Regions from separate parts of the Sminthopsis crassicaudata genome. Here region 1 is linked to region 2. The links are chromatin contacts, called in public Hi-C maps. All regions are on one chromosome and are shown on one strand. The core of a region is the stretch at or near the end of the contact, and the rest is flanking DNA. Distances in the headings are between cores, read along the strand shown. Region 1 holds the start of OASL (2'-5'-oligoadenylate synthetase like). Region 2 holds the start of FICD (FIC domain protein adenylyltransferase).

Region 1 (4,804 bases), core at 1,206-3,705, 640 kb after region 2:
AAAGAGTCAGATGCAAATGGAACAACTGAATATGAATACTGGAACAGCCCTTCCCAGCTCTGACATTCGGCACTCTAAGCATCTCTTCCGCTCTCAGCCCTATGAATTTTACCTAGTGCACAAAAGCCCAGAATTCCCCTGTTCCTGCAGCACATCTGGTCCCCAACATCCAGTTATTTGCAACAAGAGCCAATATTTCATCAGTCCTCTGCTACCATCTTCTGGGCATTGTGGTATGTTTCCATCCTCCTTCCCTTCCCACTCCAGTCCTTTAAGTGAGCTGAGAATTTCCCAAATTTCCAGCCTGTCCAAATCCTCCATCTCATCCCAAGATGAGTTAGTCTCCTGCAGATTTTGTCAGTGAAATAATGCTGTAAAAATTCAGGCTGATGACACTGGGGTGGAGGGAAGTTGAATCTAGAGGTGCTGATCACATCACCACATAATGGGAGAGAGATGCTGTAAAAATATTCTATAGCCCCCTTTTAGGGAAGTCCACTTGGACACCAAATACCAGCTGAAAAGATATCTCTTCCAAAAAGTCTTCCACTGGAAGATGAATGGATGTCCATCAATTGGAGAATGGTTGGGTAAACTATGGTATATGAATGTTATGGAATATTATTGTTCTATAAGAAATGACCAACAGGAGAAATACAGAGAGGCTTGGAGAGACTTACATCAACTGATGCTGAGTGAAACGAGCAGAACCAGAAGATCATTATACACTTCAACAATGATACTGTACAAGGATGTATGCTGATGGAATTGGATTTCTTCAACATAGAGAAGAGCTAATCCAATTCCAATTGATTAATGATGGACAGAACCAGCTACATCCAGAAAAGGAACACTGGGAAATGAATGTAAACTGTTATTTTTACCTTCTGAATCCAATTCTTCCTGTGCAACAAAAAAATTCGGTTCTACACACATATATTGTATCTAAATTATACTGTAATATATTTAACATATATAAGACTGCCTGCCATCTGGGGGAGGGGGTTGGGGGAGGAAGGGAAAAATCTGAATAGAAGTAAGTGCAAGAGATAATGTTGTAAAAAAATTACCCATGCATATGTACTGTCAAAAAATGTTATAATTATAAAATAAAATAAAAAATTAAAAAAAAAAAAAGTCTTCCAAAATCCTTCTGGTCAATACCTGCCTTCTTCCTCAGATCCCACTCAGATCTCTTTTGCACTTAAAATATATATACATTAGGGGCAGCTAGGTGGTGTATTGGATAGAGCACCAGCCCTGAAGTTAGGAGGACCTGAGTTCAAATCTCAAAACTTAATATTTTAACAAATATTTAATATTTAGCAAATATTAATATGTGTGATCCTAGGCAAGTCACTTAATCCCTATTGCCTCAGCAAAAAAAAAAAAAAAAAAAAAAAAACATACAAATACACACACACACACACACACACACACACACACACATATATATATATATATATATATTATGGTTATCCATCCCCTCTTTCTGCTGAACTGAAATGCCTAACTTGACTAAAATTTTGCATCAATGTCAAATTGTCAATACAAAGCTCTGTCCTGAGTAGGCTCTTGACAATTTTTTTGCTGAAATTGAGTGATTTAAAGGGAGGCCAAGGAAAGATGTGCTTGTCCTGAAATTAAGTCAGGATTCCAGCATTGAGCTCTGAAGCACTCTGAGCAAAGTGTCCTAGAAGGAGCAGTGAAGTCTGAAGTGGCTGGGACTGTCACTTAGGGGATAGCTGCAGACTCAGGAAAAGATGCAGAGACCCTACTCTTGTTTAAGATTCCTCAAAGAAGAAGGGCATGAGAAAGTGTGGGGTTTGATCCCATGCTCATTAAAGCAGGACAGGAGAAAGGAAAGGGAAAGAGAGAAAGGAAGGAAGGGAAGAGAGAGAGGGAAGGAAAGAGAAAGTAAAGGGAAGAAAAGGGGAAAGGAAGGAGGTAGAGAGGAGAAATAAAAGAGGAGAGGAGATATGAGAGAAGCAGACACACCCAGGGTAGTGAAGCTTGATTCTGCAGGTGCACAGTAAGAGAGGGAAGGAGAAGCAAAAGGGAAAGGTAGAGGAGAGGGAGTCCCCATGGGGATAGTGACTGGTCAAACAGTGACCCCTAGTGTTCTACAATAGGAAGAATCAGGAAAGTTTCAGTTTCTTCAAAAGGGAGAGAAATGAAACTTACTGGGATGGGAATACAAAAAGAGCTTAGCATTAGTTTCATTTCTTTCTCTTTTTTCCAACCAGATTGTTAAGGTGGCGCAGAAATAGAGAGGTCCCCTGTGGTCCCCTGGAACCCCTTGGGCTCCCTTTGATTCAGAACAGGAAAGTGACAGCTGGGTAAAGCCAGCTGAACTTTCCCCATCATCCTGTCCAGTGTATCCTGACAGTGTCCTCCCCCTGGATGAAGATGGGCTCCCTTAAGGACGTGGGCTGGCCACTGGGCAGGATCCCGCCCCACTCCTGGAGTATTTCTAAAATTTCTCTCCAAATCAATATTTTAGTGATAGTTATTTCCTCAATTCTTCCCTAGCTCTGAGTCATTGAATGGGTGTTGCCACAAACAAACGGAGTCTTGACGAAACTTCAATGATTCTGGAGGAGATATTAAGACGGACAACATCATCCTTGTGATGTCATTGATCCTCCTGGAGAAGGAAAGATCACCACCAACAACAACAGGTAGCCACTGGTCCAGATGGCGTCCTATTCTGATTTGTACCAGACCCCAGCCAAAAGGCTGGATGCCTTTGTGGCTCACAACCTCCTACCAGATGTGGAGTGGAAGAAGGAGATCAAGGATGTCTTTAGGAGGGTCGAGAACTTCCTGAGGGAACAGTGCTTCCATACACCGATTTTCCTGGATCGGGAGGTTAGGGTGAAGAAGGTGGTCAAGGTGAGAACAAGGAGGTTCTGGGAGTGGCCATGCACCTTGTCTCCATCCAGTGTGGAGGAAGTCAGAGAATGGATAGCCAGCTGGACTGCCTGAGGACCCTGGGAAGCAGAAATGCCCAGGAGATAGAGACAGCTCAGAGCTGCCCTTGGGGAGAGGGAAGGGAGGAGGGGAGGGCTCCTGGAGCAAAAGCTATTCTAAGTTATGGGATAAAGATTCCAATGCTGTGTCTCTCCTGGGGTGACTCTGGGCAAGAGATCTCACCTTCCCTCCTCACCTTCTCCCTTTGTAAGATATCTTACCTCCCTGTTCTCACTTTCTCCCACTGTAAGAGATCTCACCTCCCTGTTCTCACCTTCTCCCAATGTAAGAGATCTCACCTCCCTATTCTCACTTTCTCCCATTGTAAGACATCTCACCTCCCTATTCTCACTTTCTCCCATTGTAAGAGATCTCACCTCCCTATCTATTCTCACTTTCTCCCATTGTAAGAGATCTCACCTCCCTATCTATTCTCACCTTCTCCCATTGTAAGAGATCTCACCTCCCTATTCTCACCTTCTCCCATTGTAAGAGATCTCACCTCCCTATTCTCACCTTCTCCCATTGTAAGAGATCTCACCTCCCTATTCTCACTTTCTCTCATTGTAAGAGATCTCATCTCCCTATTCTCACTTTCTCTCATTGTAAGAGATCTCACTTCCCTATTCTCACTTTCTCCCATTGTAAGACATCTCACCTCCCTGATCTCACTTTCTCTCATTGTAAGACATCTCACCTCCCTGATCTCACTTTCTCTCATTGTAAGAGATCTCACCTCCCTGATCTCACTCTCTCCCATTGTAAGACATCTCACCTCCCTATTCTCACTTTCTCCCATTGTAAGAGATCTCACCTCCCTATCTATTCTCACTTTCTCCCATTGTAAGAGATCTCACCTCCCTATTCTCACCTTCTCCCATTGTAAGAGATCTCACCTCCCTATTCTCACCTTCTCCCATTGTAAGAGATCTCACCTCCCTATCTATTCTCACCTTCTCCCATTGTAAGAGATCTCACCTCCCTATTCTCACCTTCTCCCATTGTAAGAGATCTCACCTCCCTATTCTCACTTTCTCTCATTGTAAGACATCTCATCTCCCTATTCTCACTTTCTCTCATTGTAAGAGATCTCACTTCCCTATTCTCACTTTCTCCCATTGTAAGACATCTCACCTCCCTATCTATTCTCACTTTCTCTCATTGTAAGACATCTCACCTCCCTGATCTCACTTTCTCTCATTGTAAGAGATCTCACCTCCCTGATCTCACTCTCTCCCATTGTAAGATGAGAGGATTGCACTGTTTAGTGGATGAGGTCCTTTGCAGATCAAGATCTAATATCCTATCATAAAAAGAGAAAATGATCTAGAGTTCCCAGATCTCCAAATAAAATATCTGTAAACTGCCTGGCACATAGTGGGTACTTAATAAATGCTAGTTCTCTCCCTTCTTCCATTTTCTCTAATGGGATATATCCAAGTCACTAGTTTTCACTGATGTCCCTATGACTATCCTGAGCCCCTCCCTGACTTTTCAGCTATATGATGGAGTCTTTCATTCCTGGGGGGACAACAGAGGGGAGAAGTTTGTACAAGTTTCCTCTGGAAGCATTTATAGGCAAAACACAGAAAGCTGAAAAGAAGCTAGGTGGCCCAGTGGATAAAGTACTGAGCCTCGCACCAGAAAAACCTGAGTTCAAATCCAGCCTTAGACAATGTTACCACCTGTGTGATGCTGGGCAAGTCTACCTGTATGTTTCCTTAACTTTAAAATGGGGATAACCACAGCATCTACTTCCCAAAGTTTTTGTGAGGATGACAGGAGGTCAGATTTGTCAGGTGCTTAGCACAGTGCCAGGCCAAGTCCTCAG
Region 2 (4,676 bases), core at 2,057-4,556:
GGGACCTGTGGGACAGAGGCCCACAGTGCAACTTCCCTGTATAACCTGAAAAAAGCCTCTTAATGCCCAGCCCAGAGTTTGGCTGTTAACGTCTTGCATTTTTTGCCTGCTTTAAAATCCAAAATAAATAATTTGGCATAGTTAGCTTATAAATTATTATAGAGACAAGGCTTAATTTAACTGATTTTCTTTAAAAAAAAAAAAATCCAAACTAAAACGAACATTCTTAGGTCAAGAACATTTAGCTCTCTAAGTCTTCTTTGTGAGAAGACTCGTTTCCCAGTAGGAACGCTCAAGGCTTCTGTGTGATTCCTGCAAAATAATCCCTGCTATACTTTTTAAGCCAAACGAGATTTACGTTTTCACAGGAATAGTTTGTTTGCATCCAGAATGGTTGGGATTTGCTTCTGGCAAACCCACGGCATGGTCAGTGGTTGCAATTAGCAGCATGTCTAAGGTGGTCTCGGTACACTTGGCAATGAAACGGATGAAGGGTCTCACGTCCCCTTCGTTGGCAACTTCCAACACGTGGTAATACTCGGACCTCTGCTCCTTGCGGATTGTAATGGGAGGGTAGCCCGCCTGCATCAAAATGAGGTTCATCAGCAGGCGCGAGGTCCTGCCGTTGCCATCGATGAAGGGGTGGATGTAGACCAGTTTGTAATGGGCCAGTGCGGCAAATTCCACCGGGTGCAGATTCATGGCGTCCTCCGAGTTCAGCCACTGTATGAACTCTTCCATCTGCTTTTCCACGTCTTGAGGATGGGGAGGAATATGATGTCCCACAAACACCTGTGTAGTCCTAAATCTCCCGGCCTCCACGGGATCCACGTAACCCAGCACCCGCCGGTGGATCTCCAGCATGTCGCTGATGGTGACGGACCCGATCCTGGAGACCAGAGTGGTGTTGATGTATTTCATGGCCGCGTGCATGCCGATGACCTCGTTCTGCTCCTCCAGGCTCTTCCCGGGCACGGCGTACCGGGTCTCGATGATGTGCCGGATCTCGGAGAGGGTCAGCGTGTTGCCTTCGATGGCCACGGTGTGGTAAATGTGGTGGTAGTAAGACTCCTCCATGACGCGCCGCAGCGCCGAGCTCCCCTTGGGGATGGACATCACCTTCTTCACTTTGCTGTCGATGATGCTGAAGTAGCGCTGGTCGATCTCCTCCACCAGGGGCAACGTCCGGTCCCTGTTGATGAGCGCTTTCTCGTTGTAGGGAGAGATGGTTAGTGCTTTGGTATATAAGTAATCGGCCTGCAGAATGTCTTTCTCCTCTTCAGAAAAGATGCCCAGCTCGTTGAGCGCGTCCACGTAATTGGGGTCCATCTTGAGGGCGTGCAGGAAGAGTCGGTGGGCCTTCTCGCGCTTCCCCTGCCGCTTCATCTCCAGGGCCTGGTTCAAGGCGGCTCGGGCTTCTAGCTTAACGTCTGGAAGACACCAAAAGTCAGGTGGTCAAGGACGGACACGGACACGCTTTATGTGGAAAATGGGAGGACGGCGGGAGAATCTCTGAGGCCACTTTGTCTAAACTATACCCAATGGCCCTCTGGTCCCCCCGGAAGATCTCAGTCTATTTTGTTCCAGCTCTCACCACGTCGTGCCCGAGTGCGCCCCTCTGGGGCCTGGCAGAAGGACCAGAGCTCCCCCAAGCCTGCCGCCCTCTGCCCTCCTCAAAGCCCCCTCTCTGTGAGCAAGCACTGCTAGCGATCTCCGTGTCCCACGGGCACAGCACGCGCGGCGCTGGCTAAGGGGGTCTGCACAATCAGGGCGGCCGCGGCTCCCTCCTCTCTCCCTCCGCTTCCCAAACAGCCGTTGGGCTGCCGTGTTCTCTTGGACTGCACTGAGACCCCCGGATCCTCTTCTAGGACACGCCGTCTCTCACCTGCAGACGCTTTAGGCTTGACCACCAGCAGACTGATCCCTCCTGTGGTGACGGTGAGCCCTGTGCTGGGAGACTTCTGTCCTCCTCCCAGCTTGCTCCTCAGCAAGGAGAGTCCTTTCTGCAGTGTGGAGCCCTGCTCCTCCACGGCCCCCAGGGGGAGCAAGAGCACCAACAGGGATCCCAGCAGCAGGCCCAGCAGGGCCGCCACCCAGAACCAGCGTCCCCACAGCGACACCCATTTCGGCTCCGCCACCGCCACCACCGTGGCCATCGACATGAAGGTCATCTGGTCTCAGGAGCGCATCCCGCAAGCATGGCCGCCGTCGGCGAGGGAGAGCAGCATCTGCAAGGAGGCGGCCAGGCTGGTCAGAACCGCCGCGGCGCGGGCCCAAGCGACCGGGCTGAGGTGAAAAATAGGACCCGGTGAAGGGGACGCTGGTCCCCTCCCCCTCTCCTAAGGGCCGCTCTGGGGAGCCTCCCAGTGACTGAGGGAGGGAAAGGGGCGGGGCAGGGGAGGCTGACCCTCCCCCTTTTGGGCTGCTCCTGGGCCCCCGGGTGGGAGCACTGGGTGGGAGCACTAGCTGCACTCAGACCTGAGTTCAAACGCAGCCTGGGACATTTTCTGGCTCTGTGGGCGCCTCGCTTCAGCCCTGCCTGCCTCAGCTTCCTTATCTATAAACTAGGGCTATCACAGCACCAAACCCCCAGGAGTGTCCTGAGGAGCAAATGAAAACACAGCCGTGAAGCGCTTGGCACAGGCCAGCCCGCAGTGGCCCTGTCCCTCCCCTCCCCCTTCCCCTCCCAGGACGTGCCAGGGCAGCGGCTGAGAGCCTGGGACCGAAACGGCGGGAAAAGGACCGGGCAGAGGTGGGCTCTGCACCCAGTGTCTGGCACCGTCCCCCGCGGGAGGTCCCGGAGTCTCAGGCCGGGCCCTGGGGCCCCGAATGTCTCCGGAGGCGCCCGGAGCCTTGAATGTGGCAGCAGGCGGCCCCAGGAGCTAAGACGGCCACTGCCAGGGGGAAGCCTGGGAAACATTAAACGTCACATCCGGGGGCTCCCGGAGCCCCGAACATTACATTCAGGAGGCCCCTGGAGCACTGGATGTCACAGCCCAAACTCCTAAGGACGCGGTCGCTTCCCAGGGAGGGCCCGAACGTGGGACGTCACATCCAGGGGGCCGGAGATCGAATGTCACGGCCAAGGGGGCCCCGGACCCTGAATGTCCCATTCAGGGATCGCCGGAGCACTGTTCTCCGCTCCCCATCCCCTGGCCCGACTCTCCGTTCCCGGCCTCGGCTCCGGCTCCTCCCTGGCCTCCATCTCCCCTCACCTGCGGCGCCCGTCCACGCTCCGGCTCCGCTTCTAGGGTGTTGCTCGCAGGTGCCTCTGCCTCTACCGGTTTGGGTCCCGCAGTCCAGTTCTGATCCCGCCCCACATCCTCGATCCCCGCTCCTGGTTGGCCACTTCCACCTGTCGATCGCTTCCATTTCCGGTTTCACTCTACAGACCCGGCTTTCCCGGGAAAAACTCCGTGTGGCGCTGCTATTGGCTGTTTTCTTAGTCCGTCTTCCGTCAGCGGCAGCCAATAGTCACCGCGGAGGTGGGTGCTCCACTGGGGCCCTAGGACTGTCCTAGGAAAAGGCGGGGCCTAGATGGGGCCGTGGCTTACTCACCCTCCTATTGGTCAAAGAGGGGGCTGGAAGCATCAGGGGCGGGGCCAAAGCCACAGTTTTCTCGTCTCGGTGCTTAGGCGGAAAAGGTGCTTTGCTCCGACTTCTAGAAGTGCAATAAATTTCCTCGCCCCTCACCTAATACCCCTTCTCCGGGTTGCAGAGCCGACACCCCACCCCACCTACCCACCAATCCGGCACTCAATAAACTGGAATCTATTAAACGCCTACTGTGTGCCCCGCCCTGCCCGAGATCCGGGGAGTTGTGGGAGAGAAGAAGGGAAGGAGGGACCAGCAGGAAGGGAGAGTGGAGGGAGAGCGCGTCCGCGCGCGTGTATTATACGCCTACTGCGTGTCGCGTGTCGCTAAGGTTTTCCCCAAGAGAATGTGGTCTATCTGTCCTATCATCTGTCATCTCTGTCTATCCCGTCATACATCTAGTCTCTATTATCTCGTCTATCTACTGTCTATTTTTGTGTCTTATCAATGCACTCATCCATGTTTCTAATCTATCCATTCTCTGTGTCTACCTACTTATCTATCCTGTCTGTCTTTCCCTTCCTTTCCTTTCCTTTCCTTTTTTCCTTTTCCTTCCCTACCCCTTTCTCTTCCTTCCTTCCTTCCTTCCTTCCTTCCTTCCTTCCTTCCTTCCTTCCTTCCTTCCTTCCTTCCTTCCTTCCTTCCTTCCTTCCTTCCTTCCTTCCTTCCTTCCTTTCTTTTTTCTTTCTATCTTCTCTTCCTTCTCTCTTTGTTCATGATCTCACCCCATCCCAACTATTTTCTTCTGGGCAGTGTCTCTATCTTTATCCCAGTGAGTCTTTCCCCATTCACCCAAGGCATTCTTCAATCCTCTGTTGAGCATAGATTAAGGAGGATCACAATTAGAGAAGATCCCAAAGGCTATGGGAGTCAGAAGAACTGAATTCACATTTAGACTCATACTTATCTGCTGGAACTCTTATCTTCCCAGAAATCAGCAGGAGTCAGGATCATTAAATGTCTTTATTCTAGATCTTTACCGTTGCCTCCAACGCCAGGTCACAAGTACGAGTGAGCGTGAGTTCCACCACCCAAGTTTCTCTTACTCCTCCCACACAAGTCACTTCCCCCTCTTTGTCCCA

The links. A called contact is a pair of places that touch in the nucleus more often than the background predicts.
Region 1: a Hi-C map of fibroblasts shows a contact between it and region 2, with 16 times the contacts expected there. The contact joins the promoter of OASL here to the promoter of FICD in region 2. A contact is called at or near these places in 2 of 2 Hi-C or Micro-C datasets (fibroblasts and hippocampus).

What each region holds. Positions count from the first base shown.
Region 1 is chr1:20,217,772-20,222,575 of ASM4859323v1, forward strand. It overlaps OASL (2'-5'-oligoadenylate synthetase like), which reads left to right and starts at 2,456. Exons shown (of 6, transcript XM_074295971.1): 1 at 2,456-2,895. The coding sequence starts at 2,698.
Region 2 is chr1:19,573,335-19,578,010 of ASM4859323v1, forward strand. It overlaps FICD (FIC domain protein adenylyltransferase), which reads right to left and starts at 3,307. Exons shown (of 3, transcript XM_074295912.1): 1 at 3,216-3,307; 2 at 1,886-2,228; 3 at 172-1,430. The coding sequence starts at 2,171. The coding sequence ends at 355.